Regions from separate parts of the Mus musculus genome. Here regions 2 and 3 are each linked to region 1. A link is a contact called in public HiChIP or PLAC-seq and Micro-C data. All regions are on one chromosome and are shown on one strand. Each heading gives the region's core, a stretch centred on a gene start, on an enhancer-like site or on the middle of the called end of the contact. The rest is flanking DNA. Distances are from core to core; before and after follow the strand shown. Region 1 holds the start of Kif17 (kinesin family member 17). Region 2 overlaps Ece1 (endothelin converting enzyme 1). Region 3 holds the start of Alpl (alkaline phosphatase, liver/bone/kidney).

Region 1 (4,329 bases), core at 1,687-4,186:
CTGCACCCCACCCACTGGTCACCAGCTCCAAACAGGTCAATCTGCCCCTTGATTGGTCTACCATCACTCCACTGCCATGGGAGAGGAGCCCTGTGATTGAAATTGGAGATGCCAGGACCTCTCCCAGGACCTGGGACCAGCTGAGATACCAGGATGAGCAGGTAGAGCCAGGGTGCTGGTAACCCTAGGTGACTTTGGGGAGTGGCCATGGCCAGGTTCCTAGTGTCATCCTGGTGCAGAGACTTTTGCAGCAGTTCCTGGAGGTGGGTGCAGCCCTTGCTGGAGACGATGGGGAACCCCAGAACGCTCACCACAGGGAAGCAGATGCTTAGGGAGTTGCTGGTTTGCACCATCAGCTCATTTCCTGGAGTCACTCTGAGTGGGACTAGCAGTGAGCAAACCGCACTCAGTTTGGTGGCTGCTTTAGGAAGCCACCTCCTGTTGGTGCTTCCTTGAACACAGTGCTGACCGTTGGCCATGGCTGGCACTGGTAACCTCAGCCCCATTTGCAGTGGAGAACTAGGATTAATTCAAGTCCCACGGGGATGGTGGGGGGAGGTGACATTAGCAAGGGGCAGTCCAGGGACAGATTCTAGAGGAAGGCATCGGCCCAGCCAGGGAATGACAAATTCAAGCGTCCCTTAAGTCAACTCCGAAGAATATATGAATCCACCCAAAAGTACAGACTTCTTAGGTGGTGGTGGTGCACGTCTTTAATCCCAATGGTTAGAAGGCAGAGGCAGGCAGATCTCTATGAGTTTGAGGCCAGCGTGATCTACAGAGCAAATTCCAGGACAGCCAACGCTACTCTAAGAAACCCTGACTCAAAAAATAAAAAATCAACAACAAGAACAAGAACAAGAACAAGATGGATTACCTTTGGAAGCAGAGGGGCAGGCAGGGAGCAGGGATGTCTTCATTTAGTGCCTTGAATACCACATGTTTCAGTGGAAGCCGCAGGTTTTGGGTTTTGGATCCCTTGGGAAGGAAGTGGCCTCTATTGAACAGAGAGGGGACAAACTGGGGAGAAAGATGACAACCCAGGCTGGGTGCTTCCAACATCCCTGTCTCCCTCCCCCCAACCTCCGCCCCGCCTCTCCCCGACACTGGGATAAGACCTCAGCTCAGTAAGTGCATTGCCATTTCTTTCACTTTCAAGTGAGGCATCTTGTGAGGGATGGAGAGAAAGGCGCCTGTGGAACTCTTTCACAAGAGTTCACCTCCCTTCCATGCCATGGCCACTTGCATGCCTACTCCTGAGTAGGGCCTGGTTGCCATGGGAGCAGAGAGATTAGCATATCCATCCCGTGTCCAACCGCAGAGTTACACCCAAGGAAATTTGGTAGCTACTTTGGCCCAGACTCTAGGCCAGGGCTCACCTCCAAGAGGGTATGTTCGTAGTGTGAATCTCCAATGTGTACAATACCAGGAGAACCTCCGCACATCCAAGGGACCACCAGCCTTCCCCCATGCCCTTTGACATTTTTCTTCCAAAGCATTTATTGATCGCATGGTACAAATGACGCAGTCTGGAGCCCATGTGTTCAGACAGTGTCTTACTTACAAGCCATGGCTCTGTGTCTATGCAGACCACCACCACGGCTCTCTTGTGTGCACTTTGAGACAAATAAACCCCATTCTTCAGTCGACTGCAGAAGTCGTTTTCCTGTTTTGCTTTTGTCTGTCAAACATGACTGCAGCTGGCATAGGACCGAGGTCCTGGCCACCAGGGTCCAGAGAGGTCTGAAGGGATTAGGAGATGAGGTTTCGTGGGAGGGCCTTTGAGAAAAAAGTAGATGGGTCTGTGAGCTGGCTCAGTGCATTTTGTCAAACCTGCTAAACTGAGTTTGTTCCCTTGGTCCCACGTGGTGGAAGGAGAGACCCATATCCTGTAAGTTGTCCTCTGACCGCCACACTGGGTGCACATCCATGCATCCATACAAATGCACACACACGCGTGAGCACACACATGTAATTTATTAAAATTCAGACTCTGATCTGTTTACCGTCTCAGCAAAGTGTAGTAGGTGCTTTGTACAGCCCACATCTGCCTAAACCAAACTTCAGCTCCAGTTATATCCAAGATACTTTTCCTGTCGCCCCCCCAGCCAACAGAGGATCCTTTTAAAGGTGACCCACAGAAATGGCTCATTTGTAGTCATTCTTTGGTGCATGTGTGTGTGTGTGTGTGTGTGTGTGTGTGTGTGTGTGTGTGTGTATGAGAAGATGCGAATGTTAGTTTCCCCTACTAGACTGCAAGAGGCTGTCTTCCCAGAGCCTGTCAAATGACTGATGGTGTTTCTGTGCCTAGGAACTCATGGGAGCACTGCAATTTGGTGGTTGGTGGCACAGACTGGGTCAGGAGGTTAGTCTGTGTGGCCTTTCCAACAGAAAGATTAACTCCTAAATTTTTTTTGTCTTTTTAATTTTTTTTTCAAATATATTTATTTATGCGTGTGAACCTGCTTACAAGAGTCCTTCCACCTTGTGGGGTCCCGGGCATTGACTGGGACCATGTAGGCATGGCAGCAAGCACCTTTCACTGTCTGAGCTATCTTGCTGGCCCAGTTTTCCCGTCTTTTAAAAATATGAATTCTTAGGGCTGTGGATAGGGGGCAGTGAAGTCCTTGTCACTCTCAGACTGTCCCTCTCAGTCTGTAACCCCTAAGGGAAGTGGAGTCAGATGTGGGCTCCAAGTCTTACCCTGCCTACCTCTGCGGGGTTGCTGAACCTCACTGGGCTGGAGCTGCGATGCCTGTGAGACAGAGCAGAGGATGGGATAGGGTAGTTCCTACGGCCTGGTGCATCCCCTGCACCCGGGCTCTCCCTCGCACTCGCCATTCCGTCCTGTGACGTCACGGAGGTTGCCCAGCAACGGCGAACGCCGAGACGGCGTGCACGAGCGCGAGCGTGACCCGGCCAGCTCCGGGGCTCGGGTCGTGCGGCGGCGCCTGCAGCGCGGATCCCCCGTTCCCCGCCCGGGCCCGGCCTCAGGGACGGGCGAGCCCGGGCGCGGGAGGCGGCGGCCCGGGTTCCAGCCCGCACACTTGTCCGCCGAGCCCCTGCCACACCCAGTGCGCCCCGCGGGGAGTCCCGGCCCCCTGGTGCGGCCCCGCCCCCGCCGCCAGGCCCCGCCCCGCGCGGGCTCTGGCTCCACCCCCTGGACCGGGCCACGCCCCCGGGCAGCCATGGCCTCGGAGTCAGTGAAAGTGGTCGTGCGCTGCCGACCCATGAACAAGCGCGAGCGCGAGCTGAGCTGCCAGTCGGTGGTGACGGTGGACAGTGCGCGCGGCCAATGCTTCATTCAGAACCCGGGAGCGGCGGACGAACCCCCAAAGCAGTTCACCTTCGATGGCGCCTACTACATAGAACACTTCACCGAGCAGATCTACAACGAGATCGCCTACCCGCTGGTGGAGGTGAGGGCGTCCCGAGACTGAAGGGCCAGGCTCGGGGCTCCCGGAAAGTGGAGACAGGATAGGTGGGTTAACCCAGCCCCTACCCCAAAAGCCAAGCGAGAAGGCTCCGGGCACAGGTAGATAGCGGCAGGTTAGTCTGAAGGCTTGTCCTGACTGTATCCACCGGGGACCTGCCCCCAGTGTGGTGGCAACCTCCCAGCTGAACCCAGCACCCCAGCTGGTACATGCCCGTCCTTTGCAGCTTTTTCTGCAGAACTTCAGACCCAGGACTGCTCAGCGTCCCTGCTTGTCCTAACCCGCATCGCTTGCAGCCCCATTACCAAAGACTCTAGACTCCTGGTCCTCTGTCCTCATTCCAGACCTGTAGGATCCTGAAAGCTCCAGCCATTTTCCTCAGCCTCCTTCCCTCCTAAGCGTCCCAGGAGTCTTCTCTCCTCTGTTCACACTTGCCCCCATTTCAACCCCACAAGCAAAATCCTCATGTTTGAACTCTTCTCGTTTGAGTAGTAGAGAAAACACTTGTCTTTCCAAGAAAGAAACAGTGTGGTGCTTCCATGTGCTCCAGTATCTGAGGTTTGGAGAAACCCTTATGCAAAGAAATCCCAAAATATTTAACACGGATGCTTTCTATTTTGACTGGCAGGCTCTTTCATCTCTTCTGCCTCTCCTGCCTATTGAGATGTGTTTCAAAGCCTCCAGCCTGTGTGGTGCTGAGCCAGGAATAGAGACGCATCCTTAGAACTTAGGGTCAAGCATGCATCTCTGCTTTGCTGAACTCTGACCCCACTCCAAAGGCTTTCTGACTGATAATGTAGACCACAGAGCACTTGACCAGAGGTGGTGCCCTCTGAATACTCAGAAGGCAAGGAACAGCTGCCCCAAGGGAGCAGTCCAAGGCTCTGAGGGTAGC
Region 2 (4,062 bases), core at 400-2,899, 310 kb before region 1:
GGTCCTCAATTCCCCATGAACAAAAGTGGTGGCTTTTCCATAGGGGTTTGAAGAAGATTCCGGATGGGCCCCAGCCACTCGAACTGCTGAACCAAGCTGTACCACAGCAGGAGCACCTGAGGGCCTTTTTCAGAGACACAACCTAGGTGCCGGGGTGTGGCCCAGTTGGTAGAGTGCTTGCCTTTTACCTGCAAAGATCTAGCCTTGATCCCCAACCGTGCAAACAAACCCCAGAGCCTCTTAAATCAGAATAACCAGTAGGGAGACCCAGTGTCCGTCTTCCACTGTCTTTGAGGATGGGGTTTTAGCATGTTGTCCAGGATTGCCTTGAACTCCTGAGCTCCACTGCTCCTCCTGCCTCAGCGTCCCCAGTGCCTCACAGTGAGCACATGCCGCTGCACACAGCTTTGGGTGTGTTAGTATTTTATTTAGTAAGAAAAAAAGTGCTTGCTATAGAAGTATGGAGGCACTGTGATCTGTCACGTCGGTGCAGGCAAAGGAGACAAGACCCCGGAGCTTGTCCCACCTGCCGGCCTAGCCAAGCTGGCAAGCTCCAGGTACCATGAGAGATCTTGCCTCAAGAAATTGAGATGGACAGCAGTAGAGGAAGACACTCAACAATGACCTCTGGCCTCTGCACACACGTGTGCACACATGTGCATATGCCACACTCACAAATAAATAACACTCAAGCATGCACCGCACACAAACAAAGATAGATAGATAGATGGATGGATGGATGGATAGATAGATAGATAGATAGATAGATAGATAGATAGATAGATAGATAGATAGATAGATAGATAGATAGATAGATAGGACAGACAGACAGACTCACTCTAGCTAAGCATGTATATAATACTCATGGGTAGAGAACTTGCCTGGTGTGAATGAAGCCCTGGGTTCCGTGCCCTGGTCGCAAAACAAAAACAGCACAAAACAAACAAACAACATCTCTTCAGAAAAGTCAGACGCCCTCTCAGCTCAGTGTTCCTCAGATTAACTTTCTGACTCCAAAACATCTTTTGCAGAATTTGTAACCTAGGTGATGACAACTCCCCTTTGCCTCTGGCGCCCTCTTGTGGACAGGAGATTCAGACACCTGTTTCCTCTAAGCAAAAGATGGGCTTCAGATGGGCACAGGCAGGGCTGCCAATTCATCTGAATTTTTTTTAAAGATTTATATATTTATGTATGTATGTATGTATGTATGTATGTATGTATGTATTTATATGTATGTGAGTACACTATAGCTGTACAGATGGTTGTGAGCCTTCATCTGGTTGTTGGGAATTGAATTTATGACACATCTGCTCACTCTGTGGGTGGTTGTGAGCCACCACGTGGTTGCTGGGATTTGAACTCAGGACCTTCGGAAGAACAGTCAGTGTTCTTACCCACTGAGCCATCTCTCCAGCCCAAAGATTGATTGGTTGATTGATGGATTGATTGGTTTTATATAAGTGAATGTTTTACAGATCGGTTTAGCTGACTTGAATTAACATACAATTCTTAGCTGTCTACTTAGATTAATTTATATTTCCTGCTTTTGGCTTTGTTTCCCACAAGAATCAGCTTCACTCTAGGGCTAGCTGGCATTATCAGTTCCTCTTCCTCTTCTTCCTCCTCTTCTTCTTCCTCCTGACCTCATTATCCTCCTGCCTCAGCCTTCTGGAGTTCTTGTGACATTCAGCAGTTACTGGATGCCGGTTGCATGCCGGATTCTGTCCATTTGATTTCACTGATTTATCTCATCCGATCTTCTGAGTCCCTCTTGGTCTGGCTGCCTCTCTTGGTGTGTGGCTCCTCGTCTCGGCATTTCTTCTAGGCTCTGCCCCACAGTTACCTGGCAACCTTTACAATGTTTTTCATGACATAGATGAGTATTTTGCCTGCTTTTCTGTTTGTGTACCGTGTGCATGCCTGGTGCCCACAGAGGTCAGAAGAGGGGTCAGATGCTCTGGATCGAGAGACACAGATGGTTGTGAGCTGCCATGTGATAATGAGAACCAAATCCAGGTCCTCTGCCAGAGCAACAAGTGCAGTCAGCAGTGGTGGTGCACGCCTCTAATCCCAGCACTGGGGAGGCAGAGGCAGGCGGATCGGAGTTGAGGTCAGCCTGGTCTACAGAGTGAGTTCCAAAGTTTTGGAAAAACAAACAAACCAAAAATGTACAAAAAACAAGAAAGAAAAGAAAACAAACAAAAAAGTGCTCTTAACTGCTGAGCCATCTCTCTAGCTCCCATGAATCTTTTCTCGGTAGGTAGATAATTGAGTGGATGATAAAAACAGAGGTATTGATAAAAACAGAGGTTTACTGTTTTCAGGACCAGCTCTGGGGGTGGAATCAGCCTTTCTCTACAACTGTGCTCAGCCCCAGTCTCCTCAGCTTTCTTTATTTCTGGTTTAGCAGGCAGCTGGGTTCTCATGTCTGCCTCTATATCATCCACTCTAACAGTTTGCTTAAGAGTATATATAGAAAAGCCAGCCTCACACAGACAGCCAGTTAGGAAGTGGGAAGGTTTTTGTTGGTCGTGGTTTTTCTTTTGGATTTTTTTGGGACAGGGTCTCTCTACCTAGCCTTGGCTCTCCTGGAACTCATTATGTAGACCAGGCTGGCTTCAAACTCACAGAGATCTGCCCACCTTGGCCTCCCAAGTGCAGGAATTAAAAGTCTGTTCCACCATGCCCAGCAGGAAAGAGGAAGACTTTAATAGTTGTGCATAGTCTAATGCTTGTACATATTACTATCCCTTTTATAATAATAATAAAAAAAATTAGCTGGGTGGTTGTGGCTTATGCCTTTAATCCCAGCACTCAGGAGGCAGAGGTAGGCGAATCTTTGAGTTACCAGGCCAGCCTGATCTATAGAGGGACTTCCAAGACCTAGGGCAACAGATAGAAACTCTTTTTTCAGGGGGGTGGGGGAAGAACGAAAGAAAGAAAAGGATTTTTACCTATTTTACGCATGTATTTATTTTATGTATATATGTCTACCACACGCATGCAGTTCCTCTGGTGACCAGAAGAGAGCATCAGATCCCCTGGGACTGGATTTACGGGCCATTGTAAGCTGCCCTATGGCAGCTGGGACCTGAACCCAGGTCCTCTAGAAGGGCAGCCAGTGCTCTTAGTCACTGAGCCATCTCAGCCCACCCCAAGATTATTTTGAAACCTTACATTCTTGTCATGGGTAACAGATGACATCAGTTGTTTTCCCAGAGATTGTGAACTCACCCCACCCATCCACAAGAAAATGTGCAGTATCTGCTTGCACATGCCTGTGGTTTGTCAGCCACTCTGGAAAGGAAGCAGGATAAGAACTCTGATGCGCTTCGTGGGCGAGGCCCACCGGGTGACGCAGAGCAAGAGGCTTGTGCTGTGGGGGCTGGGCTTAGAGAGCCTCTCAGGGACATTCAGAGAGTGAGTGTGGCTTGTCGGTCTGGGTTTGAGGCTTGTTCCTAGAGGGGGTTTTCTGGCTTTGTTTGTTTGTTTGCACATGTGTGCTTATTTGCGTGTGTGGAGCTTACAGGGGGAGATGGAAGCATCTTCCTCCATTAGCTTCCATTCTGTTGAGGCAGGGTCTCCTTCTTGAACCCAGAGTCACTAGTCTAGCTAGCAAGCTCCAGATCTCTGATCCTGCTCCCCAGTCACCTGCCCGCTGCCTGTTTTGGGTTTTTTGTTGTTGTTGGTGGTGGTGGTGATGGTGGTGTTTTTTTTCTGGGGGTTGGGGGGGTTGAAACGCAAGTTCACGTCACCCACGTTGGCCTTGAACTCATTACGCAGCTGAGGAGGACTTTGCACTCCTGATCCTCCTGTCTCCACATCTTTGCTTTTGTTTTTCAAGACAAGGTTTCTCTGTGTAGCGCTGGATGTTCTAGAACTCGCTCTGTAGACCAGGCTGGCCTTGAACTCAGAGAGCCACCTGCCTCTGCCTGCCAAGGGCCTGGATTAAAGGTGTGTGCCACCACCTCCTGGCTCTGCCTCCACAATGATAGCATTTCAGGCAGCTTCTGTGGTTTTTGGTAGAGCACCTTTGAGGGCAGCCTTGGTCGGCATTTG
Region 3 (3,856 bases), core at 1,265-3,764, 470 kb before region 1:
GCTCTCCTCAAGCTCCAGGGTTTTTGTGTTAATAGCCCAGTCAGATAGACTTCGCGCTGAGAACTTCAAACTCTACCCCTGGATTCCACATCCTGGATTCACCCCCATCTCTCCTGCCCCGAAGCCTGAAGCCCAGATATGCTCTGGCAGGGACATCACTGAACCTATCACAGAACCTAAACTTGTAGGTACTTGGGCCCAGCCCCAGATGCCCAAGTGGCTTGTAGATGTCCCAGGGCAGGTCACTGTCCCTTCAAGAGGTTTCTTCATATGCAAGAAAGGATAACATCTCCTGTCTGTGCAGGATAGAACAGGAAAGGACCTGGTGCTGGGCTTTGTGGGCAATGAGGTAGAGGTGGGTGGCAGGAGATTCCTGGGCTATTCCCAGCCGGGAGCTCCAGGCTCCCCTCCCAGGCTGTGTCCGGGAGGGAGGAGGACACCCAAGTGACAGTAAGGAAGGCTGAGTGCTTCCTCCCTGTCCAGCCCATCAAGGAATGGGCAGAGCCTGGGCAAAGGTGGTTGACAGGATCGCAGGGTTCAGAGGCAGTGACATAACCCTGTACACACTGATGCAATCTCTGCTGAGACTGGAGCTAGGGACAGCCACTGCTTTCTAAAGTATGTGAACCCGCTAAACATGTTGCAGGCTGTACAGCATGCTCCCCACCAATAGGGTCTACAGACCAAAGACTTCCAGCTCCTGTACGCCCTCAAGGAGAATCCCGAGCCACCGTGAGAGCAGAGCTGTGGCCAGATCACACAGTTTCACCCCATCTTGTTAGTACTATGTACTGGCTGCTCACTGTGACAACAGTGTGACATCTTGATCCCTTTTTTGGGGGAACTACGTCATCTTCATTCTACCATGTGACACTCAAATTTTCAAAGCCTGAAAAGAATTTATTATGCCAATGTTCGCCTCAATGAGTTGGGTGGGGGGAAGGGGTCGTTATTTACTGTTCCCTTCTCAGCACCTCGATCAGAGTTTAGCGCACAACTGATGCCTGGTAAGTATGTGTGGATCGAAGACACTCACTGTCTGGCCTATCGGGTCTTTTGATTCACTGTAGTCTTAACATATAGATGGGACCATCACTGACATGGCTGCGAACCAGCCCAGACCTGTCTCACTCCACCAGTAGGCTTCTGAGAAGCTGTGTTCTCCCCTAAGGGAACCAGAGACGGTTCAGGAATTGGAAAAGGAGGCAGAGACAGGAGACGGCCAGGGAGTGGGAGAGGAAAGAGCTGACTGGGGAGACCAGAGAGGCTTGGAGGGTGAAGGGCATACTGGGGGGGGGCTCTCCTTAATCTCCTGGGCTGTGGAGAATGGGCAACAGGGTTCAATGCCTAATGTCATTGCCTACATTGTCTAAAACTCTCTGTCCCTATTTGTAGTCTGTCAGGTGTCAGAGCAGTCCTTATCCAGCATTTAATAAACAGTTGCCCTAATTCTCAACCAGACTGAGAATCTGAGGCTGCCTGAGGGGGGGTCTTTGAATTCTTCTTGGAGCCAAACGTTCTTTCAGGCCTGAGAATAATCCCTCTGTTATATGTATGTGTGTGTGTGTGTGTGTGTGTGTGTGTGTGTGTGTGTGTGTGTGTGTGTGTGTGTATGATTTTGAGACCTAATCTTCCTAGAGTGTTAGAGTGGCCTCGAACTCACAGAGATCCTCAGCCTCCAGACTGCCAGCATCTCTCCAGAGTTGCCGCGCCAGCTTTCCTTTTTAATCAGGATTCACAGGCATACCCCAGAGTCCTTTGCAAGTCTTCCTTCCTCAGGCCCATTACGCGTTGAAAAGGATTACCATGGACAATGTGGGAGTAAGAATGAGGTTTTTTTCCTCCGTCTTGGGTCCTGCCGCTGTGACTGTGCCTTTAACCCTTTCTTACCCGCGCTGGGCAAGGCAGCAGCCCCACTCTCACCTGCACACAGCCTGGAACCGTTCACAGGCTCCTTCCGTTTCCTGGGCTCCCCCACTCTCAGACAGACACTAGCACGCGGTCTCCGATCTCTCCCGCCAAAGATCGCAGCACGTGCCTTCTTCCTGCTGCTCCCCAACTACTTTAGACACCAACGGGACAGAGTGCCAAGGGACCACGAAGGGCGCAGCTGTGGACTACGGAGGCGCGTGGGCACCGGGAGCAGGTGCTTAGCACGAGGGTGAGGTCCTGGGTAGCGGCTCAGCGGGCGCCACGTCCATCATCCTGCCAGGCCACAAGAGATGCGCGCGGAGTCCGGAGCGGGAGGTCGTGGGTCCCCAGGGAGCCTGACCTTCCACGTGTCCCCACCGTGGCTGGGACAGTCACTGCGGGACCGGCGGAGCGCGCGCGTGGGAGTCGCGCAAGCCACGGGCGCAGCATGCTTTCCTTACCTGCAGGCACTCGTGGGGAGGGTCTGTTCCGGCTCGCGAGCGGCAGCCCTAAGGAGCGCAGTGGCGGGAGCGTACTCTGGCGGCCACCTCCCCCGCCTGCTTATGAAGGCGGCCTGGCCGAGCACCCGCCGGCCTCCCCGCCCCCGGCCGCCCCGCCCCCGGCCCGCACCCCGAGCCCCAGGCGGGTGCCTCTGCGTTGCCAGGGCGCCCCCTGCCGGGAGCGCGGCGCTCGACCCGGCCCGTAGGGCTGCAACAGGCAGGGTAACCCGCCTTGCCTCTCTCTTTCCCTGCGGCTCATCCTGGCTTCAGGGTGCAGCTGGCTTGTCTTTAGGTTTGATTTCTCTGTAGGAGACTTTGTCCCTCGATGGTTGTCTTCCTGTGCCTGACCCTGCGCGTCTGTGAACCCACCTGGCTCCTTTTTTCTGTGCGTCTTTCTGCCTACACATCCTTGTCCGTCACCATGTGCACCTCTGAGCCTCACACCCTTACCCCTTTCCTATCCACTTTCTCTTTTGCCCTTAACTAAGTCAGTAGGAAGCAGAAGGAGACCCCTTGGACAGGGCCCTCCCTCCCTAATATCTGAAGAAACAGGGACTCAGGACATTCTGTCTGTCCCAGCCAGAAGCCCCAGGACCTGCCCGGGGCAGACCACTTCCCAGGCAGTGGAGCCAGACTGTCTAGGCCCACAGGCCTGCTCTGGTGACTTCGGGGGACTGGCCAAGGCTCTATAACCCGCAGACACTATCCCCTGGTTTTTCTTCCTTCACGTTATTGGGAGAGTTATAAGAGACCGAGTTTGGAACATGCACAGGAAACAAGGAAAGGCAACCGCTGGGTGCCAGTGGGCCTTATCCAGTTCCCCAAGGGCCACCACCTCCCTTCCCCTGAAAGCCAGTCTGGTTTTGAAGTCTCTGATTCGTTTCCTACTGTGAACTCCTGGAGGTAGGTTTGAATGCCACCACCATTTGAATACTTCCTCATTTCCTCCTAAGAGGAGGGTCTTATCATCGCTACTGAAGCTGACAAAACCCATCTGTACCTCTAATCCCCAACAGCCAGAGATTTGAAAGCAAAGATCAGGTTTCCCTGAACTCCATCTTCCTGGGCACCTAGGATTGATCACTTCTACCCTGAAGTTCCGTCTTAGGTCCAGGCATCTTCTATATGAGCTCTACTATTGAGCCCATTTTACAGGAGGAAAAGCAAGGCCCAGAGACAACATGTGACCTCATCGGTAAGTTCAGGGCCGGAACTGGAGCCTGATGCCAAAACCCAGGAATGCCTGGGTTTGTTTTCATTTGTTCTTGTATTTTAATAATTAATGCTGTTTATTTACAGCGGTGCTAGGAAATTTCCCTTGAGAAATAAGTTTATGTTTTTACAAAGTGAGACCAAGTATTGGGTAAATTACTCCTTATTTATGTATTTCATAGCAAGGTCATAATGGCAAAAGCCATTGGGGCGGTGAATAAATGAAACTTTGG

The links. A called contact is a pair of places that touch in the nucleus more often than the background predicts. HiChIP or PLAC-seq counts read pairs in DNA pulled down with a chosen protein or histone mark.
Region 2: an H3K4me3 HiChIP or PLAC-seq map of bone marrow-derived macrophages shows a contact between it and region 1, with 3 times the contacts expected there. The contact joins the enhancer-like site here to the promoter of Kif17 in region 1. A contact is called at or near these places in 1 of 39 promoter capture datasets (hippocampal neurons), 1 of 15 datasets of contacts at CTCF or cohesin (embryonic stem cells), 22 of 484 Hi-C or Micro-C datasets (B cells, the G1E-ER4 cell line, Th2 cells and 9 more), 10 of 115 datasets of contacts at active chromatin or transcription factors (bone marrow-derived macrophages, embryonic basal ganglia, embryonic forebrain and 5 more) and 2 of 9 other capture datasets (embryonic stem cells and liver).
Region 3: a contact with region 1 is called in a Micro-C map of embryonic stem cells, with 2.6 times the contacts expected there. The contact joins the promoter of Alpl here to the promoter of Kif17 in region 1. A contact is called at or near these places in 2 of 39 promoter capture datasets (both in liver), 1 of 484 Hi-C or Micro-C datasets (embryonic stem cells) and 2 of 115 datasets of contacts at active chromatin or transcription factors (embryonic forebrain and embryonic stem cells).

What each region holds. Positions count from the first base shown.
Region 1 is chr4:138,259,315-138,263,643 of GRCm38.p6, forward strand. Kif17 (kinesin family member 17) reads left to right here and starts at 2,937. Exons shown (of 15, transcript NM_010623.4): 1 at 2,937-3,419. The coding sequence starts at 3,189. Sh2d5 (SH2 domain containing 5) reads left to right here. Exons shown (of 10, transcript NM_001099631.1): 10 at 1-1,654.
Region 2 is chr4:137,951,957-137,956,018 of GRCm38.p6, forward strand. The region is part of intron 14 of Ece1 (endothelin converting enzyme 1); the gene reads left to right. Among named protein-coding and RNA genes, the nearest start is that of Eif4g3, 39 kb to the right of the region's middle. Within about 2 kb of position 1,650, at least 9 of the 459 cell types and tissues checked have an H3K27ac peak or open chromatin away from gene starts, as enhancers often do. A contact at or near this core is called in bone marrow-derived macrophages and cortical neurons, where this site is marked.
Region 3 is chr4:137,793,870-137,797,725 of GRCm38.p6, forward strand. Alpl (alkaline phosphatase, liver/bone/kidney) reads right to left here and starts at 2,515. Exons shown (of 12, transcript NM_007431.3): 1 at 2,373-2,515.